Regions from separate parts of the Mus musculus genome. Here regions 2, 3, 4 and 5 are each linked to region 1. Evidence: chromatin contacts called from public Hi-C, HiCAR-type and promoter capture Hi-C data. All regions are on one chromosome and are shown on one strand. The core of a region is the stretch at or near the end of the contact, and the rest is flanking DNA. Distances in the headings are between cores, read along the strand shown.

Evidence for each region. Promoter capture Hi-C pulls out the DNA fragments that hold promoters and counts their contacts. Hi-C and Micro-C count contacts between places; a contact is called where the count stands out from the background. HiCAR-type assays count read pairs that join an accessible place to other places.
Region 2: a promoter capture Hi-C map of trophoblast stem cells shows a contact between it and region 1, with 2.5 times the contacts expected there. The contact joins the enhancer-like site here to the promoter of Ptprk in region 1. A contact is called at or near these places in 7 of 39 promoter capture datasets (the 3T3-L1 cell line, 3T3-L1-derived adipocytes, hippocampal neurons and 2 more) and 2 of 115 datasets of contacts at active chromatin or transcription factors (astrocytes and embryonic stem cells).
Region 3: a contact with region 1 is called in a Hi-C map of liver, with 5 times the contacts expected there. The contact joins the enhancer-like site here to the promoter of Ptprk in region 1. A contact is called at or near these places in 1 of 39 promoter capture datasets (liver), 3 of 484 Hi-C or Micro-C datasets (cortical neurons and liver) and 6 of 115 datasets of contacts at active chromatin or transcription factors (all in embryonic stem cells).
Region 4: a promoter capture Hi-C map of second pharyngeal arch cranial neural crest shows a contact between it and region 1, with 4 times the contacts expected there. The contact joins the enhancer-like site here to the promoter of Ptprk in region 1. A contact is called at or near these places in 2 of 39 promoter capture datasets (the 3T3-L1 cell line and second pharyngeal arch cranial neural crest) and 2 of 115 datasets of contacts at active chromatin or transcription factors (embryonic forebrain and forebrain).
Region 5: a contact with region 1 is called in a HiCAR-type map of astrocytes, with 2.6 times the contacts expected there. The contact joins the enhancer-like site here to the promoter of Ptprk in region 1. A contact is called at or near these places in 5 of 39 promoter capture datasets (HPC-7-derived erythroid cells, the SN4741 cell line, cranial neural crest and 2 more) and 3 of 115 datasets of contacts at active chromatin or transcription factors (astrocytes and embryonic stem cells).

What each region holds. Positions count from the first base shown.
Region 1 is chr10:28,073,340-28,076,941 of GRCm38.p6, forward strand. Ptprk (protein tyrosine phosphatase, receptor type, K) reads left to right here and starts at 1,481. Exons shown (of 32, transcript NM_008983.2): 1 at 1,481-1,838. The coding sequence starts at 1,742.
Region 2 is chr10:28,592,450-28,595,979 of GRCm38.p6, forward strand. Ptprk (protein tyrosine phosphatase, receptor type, K) reads left to right here. Exons shown (of 32, transcript NM_008983.2): 31 at 321-456; 32 at 3,353-3,530. The coding sequence ends at 3,406. Among named protein-coding and RNA genes, the nearest start is that of Themis, 74 kb to the right of the region's middle. Within about 2 kb of position 1,607, at least 92 of the 459 cell types and tissues checked have an H3K27ac peak or open chromatin away from gene starts, as enhancers often do. A contact at or near this core is called in trophoblast stem cells, where this site is marked.
Region 3 is chr10:28,648,624-28,652,271 of GRCm38.p6, forward strand. No RefSeq gene overlaps it. Among named protein-coding and RNA genes, the nearest start is that of Themis, 18 kb to the right of the region's middle. Within about 2 kb of position 1,303, at least 6 of the 459 cell types and tissues checked have an H3K27ac peak or open chromatin away from gene starts, as enhancers often do. A contact at or near this core is called in liver, where this site is marked.
Region 4 is chr10:27,193,363-27,196,871 of GRCm38.p6, forward strand. The region is part of intron 22 of Lama2 (laminin, alpha 2); the gene reads right to left. Among named protein-coding and RNA genes, the nearest start is that of 4930579H20Rik, 190 kb to the right of the region's middle. Within about 2 kb of position 1,544, at least 8 of the 459 cell types and tissues checked have an H3K27ac peak or open chromatin away from gene starts, as enhancers often do. A contact at or near this core is called in second pharyngeal arch cranial neural crest, where this site is marked.
Region 5 is chr10:27,172,458-27,175,964 of GRCm38.p6, forward strand. All of the region lies in intron 29 of Lama2 (laminin, alpha 2), which reads right to left. Among named protein-coding and RNA genes, the nearest start is that of Gm40618, 190 kb to the left of the region's middle. Within about 2 kb of position 1,999, at least 20 of the 459 cell types and tissues checked have an H3K27ac peak or open chromatin away from gene starts, as enhancers often do. A contact at or near this core is called in the SN4741 cell line and astrocytes, where this site is marked.

The sequences.
Region 1 (3,602 bases), core at 231-2,730:
ATTACTGCTAATTTTAGAAAGTTTTGCTAAGTCTTCAGAAAAGAAAATAATAGGTTTTTGGTTACCTGTGATCTAATAAAGCTCTTTAGTGTACGAAATAAGGACCCTTGGTAGAGTGTGCTTAAAGTTATAGGTTAATGAGCTAAGGAACATTGACATTGTACCCAGAGGGAGATGACTGAACTATGCTGAACTGAATTGACAAGTGTTGGGCTTGTTACAGGTACTAATGAGCAGTCATCAAGGCTGTAGCGTAACGGACTTTCTATCCTCAGCAAATAAAAAAGAAACCCATTTTCTCCCTTCTTCATCAATATGTATAATATATGTGCATAGATGTGTGTGTGTGTAGTATACAGTCACTTGCATCTATTCCAAACCTAGTCATAACAGCATGTATTAATTACAGAAATATGTGGCTCGGTTAATGATGAGAATGCTGTATTAAATTGAATTTCACTTCATTTTGATTTTAAAAGGCTAAAGACATTTTGAGTGACTGACAGGTGCCAATCAAGGCTATTATTAGCAGTTGCATATATAGCATCAAAATTCAAAAAAAAAGTTAGGCTTATTCAGTTTTGGTCATACTTACATGTGTCATAATTTGCAGACATGAGTAAAAGTAAGCAACTATACAGCGTTGCTACAGAAGCAAGTGAAGGTGGCATTTGGAGAAATCACACCAAGCTGCTAAGGTAGCAAAACTGACTTCCTGCCTGTAACACAGCACACAGCATTGGGTTCCTTCGGAGCAACCATGCTGTGCTCATTGTTGGGATAAACTCCTTTTATTAAATACTTATTTCTTATATAGCTACAAGACAGTAAAAATCAAAACAAAACCAAGTCTTGCTCTACTCCACCAGGCTATGCGAAGGCTGAGCGGCTGGGAGCTTCCCAATGACAAATAAACCAGAAACGAGGCACGCCAGCTGTTCACACTGGAAACTTACCCAACATTTTATTTTGGTCCAAGTTTTATTTATTTCGTGAACAAACGAGAGTAAGTTTTCAATGGGGTAGGGAGCCTTATTCCTTATCCTATCAATAAGGAAGAGTGAAATTTCAGTGCAGGTCGGCGTTTTAAAGGTCACATCTACGCTCCCTTTTCTTCCTACCACCAGCCGCTCTGGTGGGACCGCCACCTTGGGGACAGAACCCCAGGACACCTCTCCTCGGGCGCCTCCTCCGTCGTCCGCCCACAGTTCTGCCTCTCAGAGTTGAATCTCAGGGATCCGGCAGGGAGCTGCGCCAGGTCCCCCTTTCCCGCTCGCCGCCAGAGAGCCGCGCGGCCACCGAGCCCAGGTGGCGAACAAAGGCGGCGCGGGGCGCAGGGCGCGGGGCGCGCGGCCCGGCTGGCGCGCGTCTCCCTAGCAGGAGGCGGCAGTGGCGGCGGCGCGCACCGGAGCCCGCATTCCTCCGAAGCTGCCGGAGCCCGCGGGGCGACGTCACCCCAGGCTCCGCCCCCGTCCCTCCCAGAGCAAACTAACTCTGGACTACCCTGAGCAGCCTCTGCCTAGCATGGAGAGCGGCGGCCGCGGCTGGCGGGCGACGCTGGAGACGCTTTCGCCCGCGAGGTAGTTGGCCGACGTTGCGCAAGGACGAAAGTGCTGGCGGGTGGCCGCGGCGTCTCCGCGAGCCCCCCGACGAGGCCGGGCGGGCTGCTGGCTGGCGGATTTCACCGCGATTCCCCCGGAGGCTCTTTGCAAAGCTGCTTGAAACTTCTCCCAAACTCGCCATGGATGTGGCGGCCGCTGCGTTGCCTGCTTTTGTAGCTCTCTGGCTTCTGTACCCGTGGCCTCTCCTGGGGTCGGCCCTTGGCCAGTTCTCAGCAGGTGAGAGGTTGGGGGTGGTCTGTGTCTGTCCACAGTCTTGGACTCAGGCAGGAAGGACTGACTGATTGCTGGTGCTGGGTTCGGGGATCCAGGGGGCGTCCGCTTAAGGTGGCGGGGGTGGTGGTGGTGCAGGTTGGAGCTAGGTCTGTCCTGGGAGTTTGTGTCAGGCGGGACGCAGGGCCAAGAGCTGTGCGCCCCCGTGCGCAGGTAACTTTTACGTTCTCGACCCATTGTTTCTGAGGCTAGTCCGGCGCGCAGACAGCCCAGGGTGTGCTGGATGGAGTGTGTGGCGACCTTGCTTTTCCTGGGTGTTCTTTTTGCCTGGGAGTCGGGAGCAGTCCACAGCATTAGTTAGGGAAGTGAGGAAGAAAAAGTACTTAGGGCTCCCGGGACCACGATTTTATGGCTCGCTGAGCTGGCTAGTGGCTCTCTGTCGCCAGACTGTTCAAAATTTCCCCGGGAAGTCTTTGTGAGAATTGTGGAGACACATAGGGACCGATCTCGGTGTGTTCTGCCAGGTGCTTTTTGTCCCGGGTATAACCGCCTCTGACTATTGTCCAGCTACTTCCCGGTGCCTCCTGGAGGCTCCTTCCTCCTCTGCTGAGGGTTCAGAGTTGCTCCTGGATAGATTACAGAGCACACAGCGTGGAGCACGTTGTATGTATACATTGGCAGAGTCCGTACGACGTTTGTAAATGTAGCTCTAAGGGTAGATTCAGAGCTGTCCTGGGCAGCGAGTTCTGGGCTCCCATTCCCGGAAGGCTTACCCTATTTATGGGGCGAAGCCACCACAAAGCTCAAATCTGGCTCCACACCACCCTGAGTCCGCCTGGGTGACCTGGGCTGGGAACGTTCGCTGTTCTCCTGGACAACCCAGGAGTGAGACGTGATGCGATATTCCAGGCTATCCCTTTGAGTTCTAAGTAAAACCGCTCAGATAAGTCCCAGGATTCCGGGTCTTTCAGACTGGTGGTCTCTGTTCCCGTCCAGTTTTGATATCCTGCCTGTAGGTCGCTGGCTTCTATGTATCTGCCGGCTCTGAAGTTTCACCAGGTGGACGCTGGGGAGCGGGCTCCCAGGTTTAAGCCTCTGCCTCCCACAAGGCTTTACAACTTTTCTGGTTAACCCACCCAGCCCAGCAAGGTTGGAGGGCGCATCCGCTGCTGCCTTGGTTCCCAGTGTTTGTGGAAACACAGAGTGGCCAGAGGGTGACGGGAAACGCGACAGCCGCGCTCCTGGCTGAACCAGCAGGATGGGAAGACAGAACTTACTTTGTACTTGATAGTTTCATTGTTGAGACTGCTCGATTTCCTGGAAATACACTCACCATGATGTTTTCCGGAGCAAATCGTCCCTTAGCTTTTCTTTCCCCCTCCCCTTTAGGAGTTAGACCTCGGAGTCTGGAGCTTGAGTGTATCCTCCTCGTAGGCAGAGACTATGAAATGGTAGCAGGCAAAGGAAAGACCGTGTGTGGGGTGGTGTGCAGAAGGCACCAGCTCTATGCAATGAATTCCGACGACTTAATTTAATTTTCTGGTTTCCGCGTTACCGAGTGTCTCTGCCATACAATGCTGTTAGTATTGGAACCATGCTTGATGTAACTCATTATATGCAGCAAGTTGGAGGGAGTATTGATTTCTACACGGTGCTTGTCGCTTCACGGAGAGCCTTGCTTGAGGAGGCATGTTATTTGTTAATTGAACTTTACCAGTTACATGATTAAACACATGTATTTAGAACTGGAGACTAGTGATGTCTTAGCAG
Region 2 (3,530 bases), core at 357-2,856, 520 kb after region 1:
TATCCACACAATAAAAATTATGCAGTTGTTTTATGGTTTAACTCTTTCAAGTACCTGTCTGGACAACTTCTGTTTCAGGCAAATGGTTAGGATCTCAACATCTCTACATTACAACAAATTATGCCTGTCACATATTCCTGCTCATAAGCTCCTGAGAGAACTTCATCCTCTAGTATCCTCCCCTCTTCCCTTCACACACAAATGTAGAGGAGAATCCAAAGAAATGGGAGAATTTTTAAAGATAAGTGTCCTTTCCCAGGAGAGTGTGATGGTGTGACACGTGATTCCCCCAAAGGTACTAAGCATGTCTTTGCTTTCAGGAATGGCGGTGGGCGCAGTGGCATGTTCTGTGCCATAGGCATTGTTGTGGAGATGGTGAAGCGGCAAAATGTGGTGGATGTTTTCCATGCAGTAAAGACGCTGAGGAACAGCAAGCCAAACATGGTGGAAGCCCCGGTGAGCCACAGAATCTTTCGAGGGTCTCAGTGACTACTCAGTCATATACCTACTGACTTGTGGGTCTTCACGCACATAGAGGAAATCAGTCAGATGTGCACATGAAACTTGCTGGGACGTTGTGACTAATAGGTAGAGTGTAGCTAGTCTGGCTTTGCCTGTATAAATGCATTCCCCATCACATAACCTGTTGGGTGAAGAAAATGGTCTCATGCGATTTGAGAAGTGAAATTTGTCCTCCTTATTATCAGTGAATTTGTGCTGTGCAGTAAATAGTTCTAGGAAAATAAATCTCACTAAAGTGTAGTCACTTTTTTGCTTGTTGAGGCATATTGAGTTAAGTCGCAGATATACTCATAGGTCACCTCAGAATCTTAGACACCTATTTTCTGTTTGTTCACTTACTTTGTTTTAATTGACTTATTTTGGTGTGTGTGTGTGTGCGTGTGTGGGTGTTGTTAGGTATGGAACCCAGGATCTCAAGCATGCTAGGCCAGGCATTCTACCACTGACCTATATAAACAGACCTGACGCCCAGTGTTTTTGAAAGAGCAACTGAAGTTTATAGCAGCTATTATCCATAATCCTTCCCCATCTAATCCGAATGTAAATTGTCAGTCTGTCCTTGCTGTCAGCTGAAAAGCTTTTATCAGCCTTACAGTACAGTGCATATAATGTGACAAAAGTTCTTCTAAGCTCACAAAGCCTCTAAAATAAGGACAAATGGGGATATGTGAGCAAGGCTTCATCTAAATGGAGCTGTGTACCAAGTAAGAAAGTTACTGCCTCTGTAACATGCTTGACTTGGGGGTTACACATAAGTACAAAGAGACTGGGAAGGAAGAGCAGCTGCAGCAATCATAGAAAAGAAAGGGAGAAAAGCCAGGGCATCACTGTTGCTTGCCCTACTTTATCAAGATGATGGGAGCAACGGAGGTGTGGGGCTGTGGGAGGGAGAGAGGAGGAAGCGGGGGGGGGGGGGGAGAGGGAAAGAGAGTGAGGGAGAGGGAAAGAGGGAGAGAGAGAGAGAGAGAGAGAGAGAGAGAGAGAGAGAAATTTAGTAAGCTCTTGGTGTTTTTACCACTTCCTGCTTGGGGTTGTTCACACAGGAAGTGCATTGTTTCCTGAGACAAACATCTAAAGACTTCGGTTTATGCTGTTTCACTCTGGCTAGTGGCAGCTAACTTCTCCCTTTCTCAAAGAGTGCTCTTAGGAGACTCCAACTGGGACCAGATAACGTCACCTTCTCTGGAATGCAGGCAGTTGAGAAGGACAGAGAGTATTGATTTGAGAATTTTTACATACAGACTGGACAGTAGATAGTTATCACTCTCTGGTTTCAAGATGTATAACCTGTGAAATATACTCTGCCTGAAACATTTCAAGTCACATGCCTTCAGAAGTAACATCTGTCTCCAAATTTGCCTTTGATATACCACCTTTTGACTTCTAAGTTTACAGTTGAATATTTGTTCTAGAACCTTCCCATGAGTTACTGTTTTCCTTTTTTATTTATGTCCCACAAATCTTGACAGAGTTGACAGAATGCACTGCTTAATCAACATCAATGATTAATAAAGTTTACTATGGTTTGGGCTGAGTTTGATATGGAAATGTAGATTTAAACAAAATTGAGAGGCACTGACTGGCTGCAAGCATTTTTTTTTTTTTATCTTTGGTGGGACTTCTCCCAGGAAGCTAATGTAGAGCATATTTACGTTGGTTGTCAGAGATTCTGGATATTTTAATATTTACTTTAAGTTCTGCACTAGTTCAGCCTGCCTAGATTTTACCTGCTTGGACTGGGCTGGGAACTGTCCAATGAATTATATAATATAAGTCATCATTTATAACAGTCTCTGGTCTTTTTAAACTTCTTGATAGTGGATTTTAAGTGACTACACTCAAAAGAAGTGTTATTTTAACTCAAATGTTGCATTATCAACTTGATCAACAACATTGTCAATCAAGTTGTCTTAATTAAGAAGAGGTGTCAGGAATCTATTTAGGCATAAGTGAGCTTGAAGGGTTATTTCTTTTTAATTCTTAAATATTCCTTTTAAATTGGTTGAAATGGTACTCTGATACCATTGCAAAAGGTAGCATACAGGGGGTTCTTCTCATCTCTCTCTGTCTCTGTCTTTCACTGTCTCTACCTATCTGTCTCTCTGTCTCTCTCTTTCTCTCTCTCTTTCTCCCTCACTTTTATCTAAAGAGATCATTTGGAATATGGAGGAAAGCACAGGCACACACCAGCAGCAATACAAAACAGAAAGATATTGAAATAATCTAACAAGTAATCCAGATAATCCACATGGTAGATTTTTGCGTGATATAAAAAGACTCAGGATGTGTAACATACAACATGTAAAACAGAAAATCCTCTTGAGAACTCCGATTTTTTATTTTTCTGAGACGATTACTATGTCAATCGTGTACTCTTCCCCTCCCCCATGCCAAGACAGGGTTTCTCTGTGTAGCTCTGGCTGTTCTAGAACTCACTCTGTAGACCATGCTGGCCTTGAACTCAGAGACACACCTTGTCTGGTTGCTGGGATTAAAGTGTGGTCCACCACAGCCTGGTTCTTTACCTTTTTGTAAGCTGGGAAACATTCTTAACTATTTTAATCCTATAAAAATCCTTGGCACTATATTAAATGATAGGAAATTTAGGGCAAAGATAAAACATCTTTTTACTGTTTCTTTTTTTTCTTAAAAGGGATCATTAGACTTGAGAATAAAATATATATGGCCAGATGTTCCTGTTATATGCAAAATAAGTAATTTACGACTTTTAAATAATCTAAATTGGGTGTCAAGAACTCACACAGATGCTATTACTCACCATTAGCCTTTTGCTAACTCCTTTCATCCCTTCTGTTCTGACATGATGCAGGAGCAGTATCGTTTTTGCTATGATGTGGCGTTAGAGTACCTGGAGTCCTCATAGTTCGCTGAGACTATTTGCAGAGCATCCAAGCAGAAATCCATTCGTCTGTTGAGCCAGCAGCTGTTGTACCTGTTACTGCACCGAGAGATTTTAATGTACGGGGTGGGAGGCTTTTACATTGGAG
Region 3 (3,648 bases), core at 53-2,552, 580 kb after region 1:
AAATACAGAACCATTGTAACTCTCAAACAGTATGTTTTGGGCAAAACCAGTTGCTGGGAAGACTTGAACCATGATAAGTGTTAAGAAAGAAACCAGTGTCCCCAAAGGGGACCAGTGCAAAAAAAGAAGAGAGGTGTGGGGCTGGTAACCTATCAGCAGAGTTGGACAACACTTGTTGCAGAGATCAAGGGTTGGGAAAAAACCCTGAGATGCAGCCATGACAGCATTGTGAAACACAGCCATCCCTGTGCATGAAAAACCCAAGTGGGACTCATCACAGCCTATTTCCACAGTGACATGTGCAAGCACAGGTTCACGCATTAGGAGGAGCAGAATGTTTAAAGCACGTGGCTCTTTCTTAGTATAAAGACTGATCACCCTGATGAACAGAGAGCAGTCTTACTCCTGCAGAGAGAGAACAGCTCTAAAAGAGTTACAGGTAATGCAGTGATTCCATGGGAAAACATTGTTGTTATTGTTGTTGTTGGTGGTGGTAGTGGTGGTGTTAATTCTACTTCTGCAGAACCCATCGTAACGGCTACTTAAAAACGAACATTCTACTCTTTAAAAACTGGGGAAAATTGACATTGAACTCACCTTTTGGTTTAATATATTCTGAGCAACCATGTTCTCTAGCATGTGGCTATATTACATTTCTGAGGCTGAGTAACTCAGACACTAGGACAGATAAGCTAAGTGAAAATCCTGGTTTCATTCTGGTGTTATTATAACTCTTTGCTGTCAGGAGAGCCAGGCTGTTTGACTTCCATTCTGTATGAAATTGTCAGTTGATAGGCAAAACGTCAAGAATAATTAAAGATATAGGATCCGTATACTCCCTTGGGAAAAGCAATCTTTTGCAAATACATTTAAATGAATTCAGTACCCTTTCTTCTAATAGTGCTTATCAGGGTGTAAACATTTATTTTAAATTTCATAATGATGCCTCTTTAAAAATAAATTACAGTGTTAAAGTAACAGAGGTGGGTGTGGATAAGAAAGGGAAAGAAAATCTCAGGATCACTCCCCAAGTGTCTCCTGCTGTCTCATGTACTCTTGAAGTATGCCAACTAAATCCCCAAACACGTCCTGTTACCTGAGACTTCAGTAAAGTGTCTCAAGAAATGTTTAATTCATGCATATCTCTTATTCAGCATGCCAGGAAGAGAGAAATTTGTTTTTTGATGGGGAGGGGTGGGGAGGGAGGAGGGGAGCTTGGTTTTGGTAAATGCTACAGGCTTGCTCAGCAGCTGCTGTGAGGCATTTGCATAAGTTAGGAAAGGGGAGGTTGACAGTTGCCCAGAAATATTGGCGGTTCTCTTTGGTGAATCAGACTTTGACACTCAGATTAGGACACAGATGAAATGTCACTGACTCCTCCACAAAAACATTGGATGTTTGTTTTTTGTGATATTAGTATCATGCTTTGAATTGCCTCAAAAATTAAGTGTTGTGTTTAGAGTTGGAGCCAGTGCAGCAGAACTGTTTTTGAAAAAATGATGTGGAAATTGGAATTCCATTAATCCAACTCACCAAGAGATTTCCCTAGTATGAGGACACCATGGATATCATTTAGATACCTTACCTGCTTAAATTCTGCAACAGTCAAGGAGAGTCACATGCCCCATATAATATCTTTCTCAAAAGATGATAAAACTGAGTCAAAGAATATCAATTTATTGCTTGGAGTCTATCTAGTGGTGATAGGCAGAGCTGGGACTACATGACTTCAAGATCAATGTTTCCAGTTGTATTACTGTGTCTGGGTAGGTGAACAGAGGGCAGGAAAATGATACTAACATGGACTTCATATAATATTCTTCTATCTCATTTAATACTGATTCATTGAGTGTAATTTTTACCATTTAGTAGAATGTGGAAGGGGTTAGATTTGCATGACTGATTGTAGTTACTCTCAAGGCAGATAGTAAAATGGGATGGAAATTACTCAAAACCAGAGTCAAATATTTGGATTTCATTTTACTTACTTTACAAAGGAGGTCAATGAACATGGACACACTGTGATAACATGAAGAGAAGACAAGCAAATCAACTTTCAGAGGGTTTTCAATTGTGGCTGTTCTTTTCCCCTGATTCCCAGCTGTGTGATTGTTGTTGTTGTTGTTGTTGTTGTTGTTGTTGTTGTTGTTGTTTTGGGACAGGGTCTTACTATGTTGCTCTAGATACTCTGAAAGTCACTAAGTAAATCATGCTAGCCTTGAACTTACAGAGATTCACATGCCTCTGCCTCTTCCTTAGTGAGTATTCTATTGCTGTAAAGAGGAACCATGAGCATGGCAACTGTTACAAAAGAAAACATTTAATTGGGGCTGACTCAGTTCTGTTCAGAAGCATAGTCCACTATCATCATGGCAGAAAACCTGTGCTTTCTAGATAAAGACAATGCAAATCTACAATGGGGTGGGGATATATCTAAGAAGGTAATTAAATAAGCATGCTAATGCTGTTTTGGATGCATATATAATGTTAAAGGTTGGTCTCCTAGATGCAGTATCACTGTCAGGAGAAGTTGGGTACCATTGGAGGTGGGTTCTAGGTTATTGTAGCCATGGTTTTCAAAGGGATTATGAACCTCAGCCCCATCCTCTTTTTTCTCACTTCCTGGCTGATTGGGTGGACAGTTTTCTCTGCCATACATTTCCCCACCATTGCTATGACACCCCATCAAAGAACCATGACAGTGGGGCTACCCAGTCTTCTCCTGAAACCTTAGGACAATGACCCTTCTTCTTCTAACTTAATTATAGCAGACATTTGTAGTGATGGAAGGTGATTAATGGCCATGGCCTCCAAAGAAACCTTGCCATGCATAATCCCCCAAACCACAATGGACCCTGTAATAGGGAATTAGTTAGAGAGTGAATTTGTTAATGTTGAGTCAGCCATAAGCTGGATAGTGCTAATGTAAATAAAAGACAGGTATTTCTTTGAAACCTATTATGATGTATTACAAGATGGATGTCAATGTTTTACCACCAGACTTTTAGAAGAAGGGTATCAGAAGGAAAATATGAGAACCTAGTTCTATTTTATTTTAGTTTGTTTTTCAAAACCTATGTTTCAATAGATACCTAATTCCTAATTTCCCACACATCTTTGAATTCTGGCTAAGAGTCTATGGTGGTCCACCTTGTTTCGGGTGGGGTGCCTTTACGACTATCAGCTGGAAAGCGCTCAAGCGATATATAGTGTGACCTAGAAGCACTCTTCTTCTGGTTATTCCAAGAGAAAGGGAATTATCAGAAATTGGATTGAATAGATAGCTATAGTACTTTAACAGCAATTTCCCCAAAGAACTGGGACAGGAAATGATTTATAACTACTGATTTAGGGCTTCGTGTGGAAGTACAAGGTGCAATGCCCATGCATTCAAGTTGTTAATGCCTGCTTCCTGTCTTGTGCTGGCCGGTTCTGCAAACAGTGTTCTTAGTTTGGGCATGGGCTGTTTGTGGCCAAAGGATTTTGACTGATGCAATGTTTGGCACCCAGACCACCTGCTACATGGAATATTATCACCTACTCATAATATTACCAGAAGATCAAGTCTATCTCTTCTCTTGGACCTGGTGACCACAGACTTGTGACTTGCTTGCTCAGTAGCTTGTGAGCTTTGTGGTTATTTTTGAG
Region 4 (3,509 bases), core at 294-2,793, 880 kb before region 1:
GTCCAATTGTGAAGTTTATTTGAGAAGTTACTGTGGGAATAACTGAGATCATTAACTGTATGTTTAGATAGCACTATACCCAATGTCAAAATTAAATTAAAATCAAATACAATGTTTAATTAGCAAAAGAGGATTGATTCTCCTTTGCTCTATGAGTGAATGGTTGCAGGCTTGATTCTCCTACACAGGCAGCTGAAATGACATGGTTGCTCACCTCTTTGCACAGAGCAGTTCTCCATGGCAAAAAGAACAAGAGTCTCTAATTCTCAAATTAATTGTTTTTTTTTTTTACATAATAGTCACCCAAGTTGAATGTATGCTCATAAATAATTTCTAATAGCTACATGGGTTTTTATAAATCCTCCTAATAGAAAAATGTGCACTTACTCAGAAATTTAGATTTTTTTTAAAGCAATAGTTCAACATAATAAGATTCAAATGCGCCTTCAATCAATATAATGTTTATTCAGTGTTTATTCACTAAAGAATACCCCCAAATAACTTTTATAGACATGCAGGCATATCTCTGCTTGATTTATACACTGCCTATAAAGAATACGCTTTAATTTCAAGAATTTTACTATAAGTGTGGAGAGCAAACTCATGTGCATTCCCATGAGTTTTTATTTTTTAAAATAATTACAAGTAACAGAGTAGATACTTGGGTTTGACTTAAAAAAAGTCACTTAGAAACTTAGCCTGCTGTTCACACTCAACAAAATCTTTCATTTTTCAAAATGCAGCACTATAGAATTTCAAACGAAATAATACCACGAGAAGTAAGGAAATGAGCGTCCTGTCTACTGTTTGTGATTCCCAGTCACATATTGAAGCCAGATGTCTTAACTTAATGAAACACTTAGCAGTACTTTAATTCTTTTTGAGGTCAGGGTATTCTAGGCTAGTTAATGCTAAATTTTTACAAATTCTTTGAGAATTTTGAAAAAAAAATTATATTTTTATCGTATTCAGTCTTAATCCTCTGTCTGCTAACTCTTCCCAGACCTACTCTTTATGGTGTATTTTCTTTTTAGTTTTTAATTTTTTAAATAACCAATCAGCTCTAATTTGTGCTGATAATATGCTTTTGTTGTGGGCCAGCCGCCAGAGCATGAACAGCGTATGAGCAGTTGGACCTTAATAAAGCGCACACACACACACACACACACACACACACACACATCAACTTACCTACTTATTTTTAGAAACTAGTTCTGTGTTTAAGTCATTAAACCCTAACATTAAAACACAAGAAAACTGCATTTAGGCACTGAATAATAAAGCAACGAACTGTTATTTCTGAGAAAAGAGAAGAAACAAGGCTGGGAGTAGCTGCAGCTTCTAGGCTGTACCACTAGAGAGAAAGCTGACCAAGCAAAGGCCCAGCAGACAGTCTAACTGTCTGTACAAATGGCACTGGTTTTGAAAATCCAAAGAAGCTAACATTTGCAGGAGCAAGCATAATGTGCTGAGAATGGGAATTCTACATTGAGAACTCTAGAGCTGTGCAGAAGAATATGTGAAGCTGGGGTTGATAGGGGATGTGCACAGGAAAGAAATGACATCATGCTGGGAAAGCGAATCACTGAAGACATGTAGGAGGAAACACTTTAGACCTCACAGAAAACTTAAACGGTTTAATCACTCTGACTAGAACTTGGAAGAAACTCAACAAGGCTTTGGCTTATCAGAGCGTTGGAGGGAGGCTGATTCGCCCTAGGCTTAAGGTTTTGTAGCACCTTCCACAAGAAAATACATAAGCGAGACTCATAAAGGTCGAAATGGTCAGTGAATAAACAATGCTGGGTAAATCCCAACACTCTTTAAAAACAATACAACAAAACCTACAATAAGCTATATCTAAATACGCAGAAAATGCTGGGAATGAGAAATACAGCTGGAGGGTTTATAATAAGATCCATTCCTTGCTATAAAACTATAGTAATTAAGACACTGAAATATTCAGAAAATTAAATAAGGAAATAGAAAAGTCCAAAAACCATGAACATGAGACCAGTTTCTCTAAAAAAGGAATTAAGCTAATTCGATAGGAAGGGAGTCCTTTCAATAAATACTGTTGGAAAAATTAGACATTAAAAAAGTAAATTTAATTTCCTCACACTAGATAAAAATTGATAGTAAATGTAATATGTTGGATCTAAATTTAAGAGGTAAGATAAAATTATAAATCTTTGCAAAGAAAACAACAACAACCAAAAAAAGGAAATCTATAGATTTGGGCAAACAAATTGTTCCAAAGAAAAGTATAAGAAACTGGATCTAGAAAAGAAATGATACACTTGTTCACACATACAAAAATTAGATGAAGATACTAAGTACAGAGCTAGCTATATTCTCGGTTTATGTGTGTGCATGTTGTGTGTGTGTGTTAAAAAAACATATATTTACAATACACAAAGCTTTTATAATTAATTTTCATGGAACACATTCTCAGAAGGAAAGTGAGCGACAGATTTAACAACTTCTTAACAGAATGCATGTAAATGGCAAACAGTTGATTAAATAAGCAACCCAATGCCTACCATTGTTATGCATAAAGAATTGCAAAAGAGAAAAGCAGAGATACATAACAAACTAAATAATTAATATTAAAATAGAATTGGCTGTGTTGGCAAAGATATGGGGTATTCTTAAGAGAAATTAGAATTTAGGTTTTATGAATATACTGCTAACTCCCACACTAATGTTCATAGCAAAGTTACTAATGGATGCTCCAAACTGCCTATCAGTATAAACAAATTAACAGGATCCAGTAGAATATATAATGTATTGTTATTACTAAGCAACTAAATTGAACAAACTTTGGGTATATGCAATAGGATGGATAAACTACAAAAAGCGTAAGACTAAAGGACAGAAGACAAATCACATTCTCCTCAAGGTAAGACAAAACAAAATATAGAATATTATTCTATTTTCATAAAGGTGAGAAAATCTGTAAGCTACACTATTAAAACAATGCAGTGGTACCAGGAGGTGTGAAGGCCAGCTGATTTTTAGCCCAGAAACTTAGGATAGCGAGATATAAGGTACAATTTGCAAAACACATGAAACTGAAGAAGAACGAAGACCAAAGTATGGACACTTTGCCCCTTCTTAGAATTGGAAACAATCACCCATGGAAGGAGTTACAGAGACAAAGTTTGGAGCTGATACAAAAGGATGGACCATCTAGAGACTGGCATATCCAGGGATCCGTCCCATAATTAGCCTCCAAACGATGACACCATTGCATATACTAGCAAGCGTTTGTTGCAAGGACCGTGATATAGCTGTCTCTTGTGAGACTATGCCGGGGCCTAGCAAACACAGAAGTGGATGCTCACAGTCAACTATTGGATGGATCACAGGGCCCCCAATGGAGGAGCTAGAGAAAGTATCCAAGGAACTAAAGAGATCTGCAACCCTGTAGGTGCAACATTATGAACTAACCAGTACCCTGGAGCTCTTGACTCTAGCTGCATATGTATCAAAAGATGGCCTAGTCA
Region 5 (3,507 bases), core at 749-3,248, 900 kb before region 1:
TGACATAGCTAAAGCCTCAGTGTTCCAACAGTCCTAGAATGTCCTTGAGCTAGACAGTGACATTCAGAATAGCCTCTGGTATTACACTATCAATAAAAGCCAAGTCGCTCCCATATACAGGAATTTACAATGGTATAGGAAGTAGATCGGGCTGTGGTTTTAGAGTATTGCATTATTCATGAGATGGTTAGCTAGAACAGAACTCCCTAGTTAGAACCATGACTTGGGTGTAAAAGCCCTTGCCCTAGGAGAGTAAAGACCTCATACCTGGCTTCTAAGACTATAGCTGAGTTATACCCATACACACGTATTTACAGTGGCCTAAGGGACTATACAATAGACTAAAATAGGAAGTGGACTATACAATAAGTGGACTATACAATAGACTATACAATAGACTAAAATAGGAACTATGGCAAGGGCGCGAAGCCCTCGACCCTGGCTTCTAAGATTAAGTGAATCTTAGGTGGAGCCCTTTTTGATCCCAGTTGTTAACAATGAATTCTATCCCAGGTGATTCCGGTTAGACCTTTTGTGTTTGCATTCCTCTGTTTTATGTAAGATTCCGGTTACCTCATTTGTACCTTGCGAATATGTCACCCAACTTCCTTATTGTCTTCTGCATAAAAAGTCTGATGCTCGACTTAACAAAACACATTCAGATCCAACACAAACTCTCCTGTGTGCGTCTGTTTGTCACTCATCCGATGCTTTGCCCACCCACGACGAGAGACCAGTTCCATGCAGACAAAGGAGCCCAGAGGGTCTGCGGCACAAAAACTCTTAAACTCTTTAAGTTTTGAGCCACCTCTCAGCCTAAGAATGATTTTTTTAAATGAACTACTGCTACCAAGCTTTATTGAAGAAGGATGAGACTCTAATATTAAAATCATGAATTAGAAAGGTTGTTGATTATTTATCTACTTAACATTTTATGTTACTCCTCATCAATAAAATTTATAAAATAATTATTACAGATATGGTATATGACAAGAAATTAAAAATATATTTTAAAACAATAATTTATAACTATAAAAATATAAATAACTGAACAGTGATAGGTTGTAAATAAAAATGGTATGATATCAAACACATATTAAAAATTTTATGATAAAGACTAGTTAGTAACTTGCTAACAGATACTTCAATCTTAACTACTGAAATTAAGATGTATAATATATTTAATTTTAATGTATAAAATATATAACCTCTCTTTTATAATAGTTCAACCATAAGATACAAAATGTTTGAAGAGGAAGACAATAACATTCCCAGGTAAAAGAAAAAAAAAACTGACCTGTATAAATGCAGCAATTCCTTAAAGAACAGTTTACTTCAATTACAATCAAAATCCTAGTTATATATAAAACTCAGTTAAATATAACTTTCAAAATAGTGAATAAAAATGTCACTGGAAGGAATATATGGAATCTAGTTAAGGAAATTAAAGAATTAAGGGTGATAAAATCTGTATTTACTATATAACACATTCTAAAAGGAAGGGAAAGAAAGCATTATAGTAAAAGCAAAAAGCCAAGTAGAACAGAAGATATGACCCTTAAGCAGATTTTAATATTGAAAAAGATAATAATGCATATTTAGAAATCATTAGTTATGAAAAAGTAGTGATATTAATCAATAAAATGTGTCTTCTCAATAATATCTTTGAAGGAAAAACACATAACTTTCACATACCACAAAAACTTTTAGAATTACTAAAGAAGAATTAAAATTAAGTGGTAGGAACCATGTAAATACTGTGGAATCACAGTCAAGGTGCTTATAGTTATGTGCCTGTATAAGATCACTATGGAAACGTGTATTTAGAGAAACAAAAGGCATTGAATTTTGGGAATGCAATGTACTGATACCAGGATGAGAAAAGAAAAGAGGATGAAGGGAGGAGCTGGGGGCAGGGATTTGAAACATTCACAGTAGTGTGGCTGGAAAATCAACCAAACATAGACTTTCAAAAAGAATGTGGAGACTCATGGTGACAAATTCTGTTGATATGCCAAGAAGGATAAATCCTGGGGCTGAGTGAGTCACAGGCTCTCTCACAGTCCTGGAAGTTAAACTGGAGTCCACATAGACTGAGGAACTGCAAATCGAGTATTGAAAACTCTTTGATGATGGAGGGAGAGGTAGTTAGAAGGAGGTAGAGCCAAAAGGCTTCTGTTCTCTTAAATGGTGCAGATGGGATGGGAGATTAAGAGAATAGTATCCTGAAATGGCAGAAAGTGTGAGGATCAGACATACACAGTAAAGCCTTGGTCTGTCCTTCCCAAACTTAATCTCTCATTAACCATTCTCTAGACTCTGAACACAGGCCCTAATACATGCTACATAAGTGCTTCACTATAAGTTGTATTTCTAGCCTAACAGTCTGTCTTTTCCAGAATGATTAATTCTTCCAATGTAAGGGAAAGAGTCAGAGTAAGAGGTAATGGAGACAAAAAGTGATCAAGGGTTGCGTTGCTGAGGTCATGTGAGCTATGGTTTCCTTTCTTCTGCTTGACAATGGTTTCATAGAAAGTGACACCGAGGGCTGAGGAAATGTCTAAGTCAGAAAAACACACACACCCATGAGGATCTGGGTTTGAGTTCCAGGACTCATATAAGAGGCTAGAAATGTGTTGTGTCATTGTAATCCTAGCACTGTGGGACAGCACTCTCTGGCCTGCCACCATGGGTGACTTGGCAAGTGCCATGGCACTGTCTCAAAAAACAAAGAGAAAGAGAAGAAGAAAAAGAAAACCAAGGTGGATGGAGGATGAAGAGTGATATGAAAGCTCATGAAGTCATCTGCTTTTCAAAATGAGGGCGTGAGAAATGTAGTGTAAGTCTTGATGATGAGATTAAGATGTTGAGATGCTAAGGGCTGAACAGGAAAGAAACAGACAGAGGCTCAAACCAGAAGATATTCAAAATGGAGAAGCAAAGGCAGAAAAAAACTGAGAAGGCAAAGAATGGAGCATTGACTTTTATGAATATTAAGATCAAGAAGGATTCCATCAGCACTTTTGTTAGATAAAGGAAATGACACAATAGAAAACCATTATGGAGTCAGGGGTCTGCTGGGGGGCAGGGTGAGTGGTTAACTAAACAAGCAGAGACAGAGGTGGGAATGATCTAAAGCTGTCTGGTGCTATAGAGGAAAAAGTGTGGAAGGCTGAGACTGGCAGTGCGGGACAGGAACACCCACCCTCTCTTCAGGGTCAGGAATGTGAAAAATAGGAGAAAGCAATGACTACTACTTAGGAGGGCCACAGGGCTGACAGCATGTGAGAAGAGAGACAGGATGCCGTGAAGAGAAATTAGGGGAAGAGGAGAATTCTACACATGGGATTTTATTGATGCTTTACAGTGAGTTCTACAGGGTTCAGTGGAAGGATTTCAGAAGACTAGAGGAAGAAGATGGGAGAAATGGATGCCCAGAGCCATAAAGTGATTCAACTTTAGGGGATCAGCAATGACAGGGGATTCTGAAATACCAAGGGTGAGAGA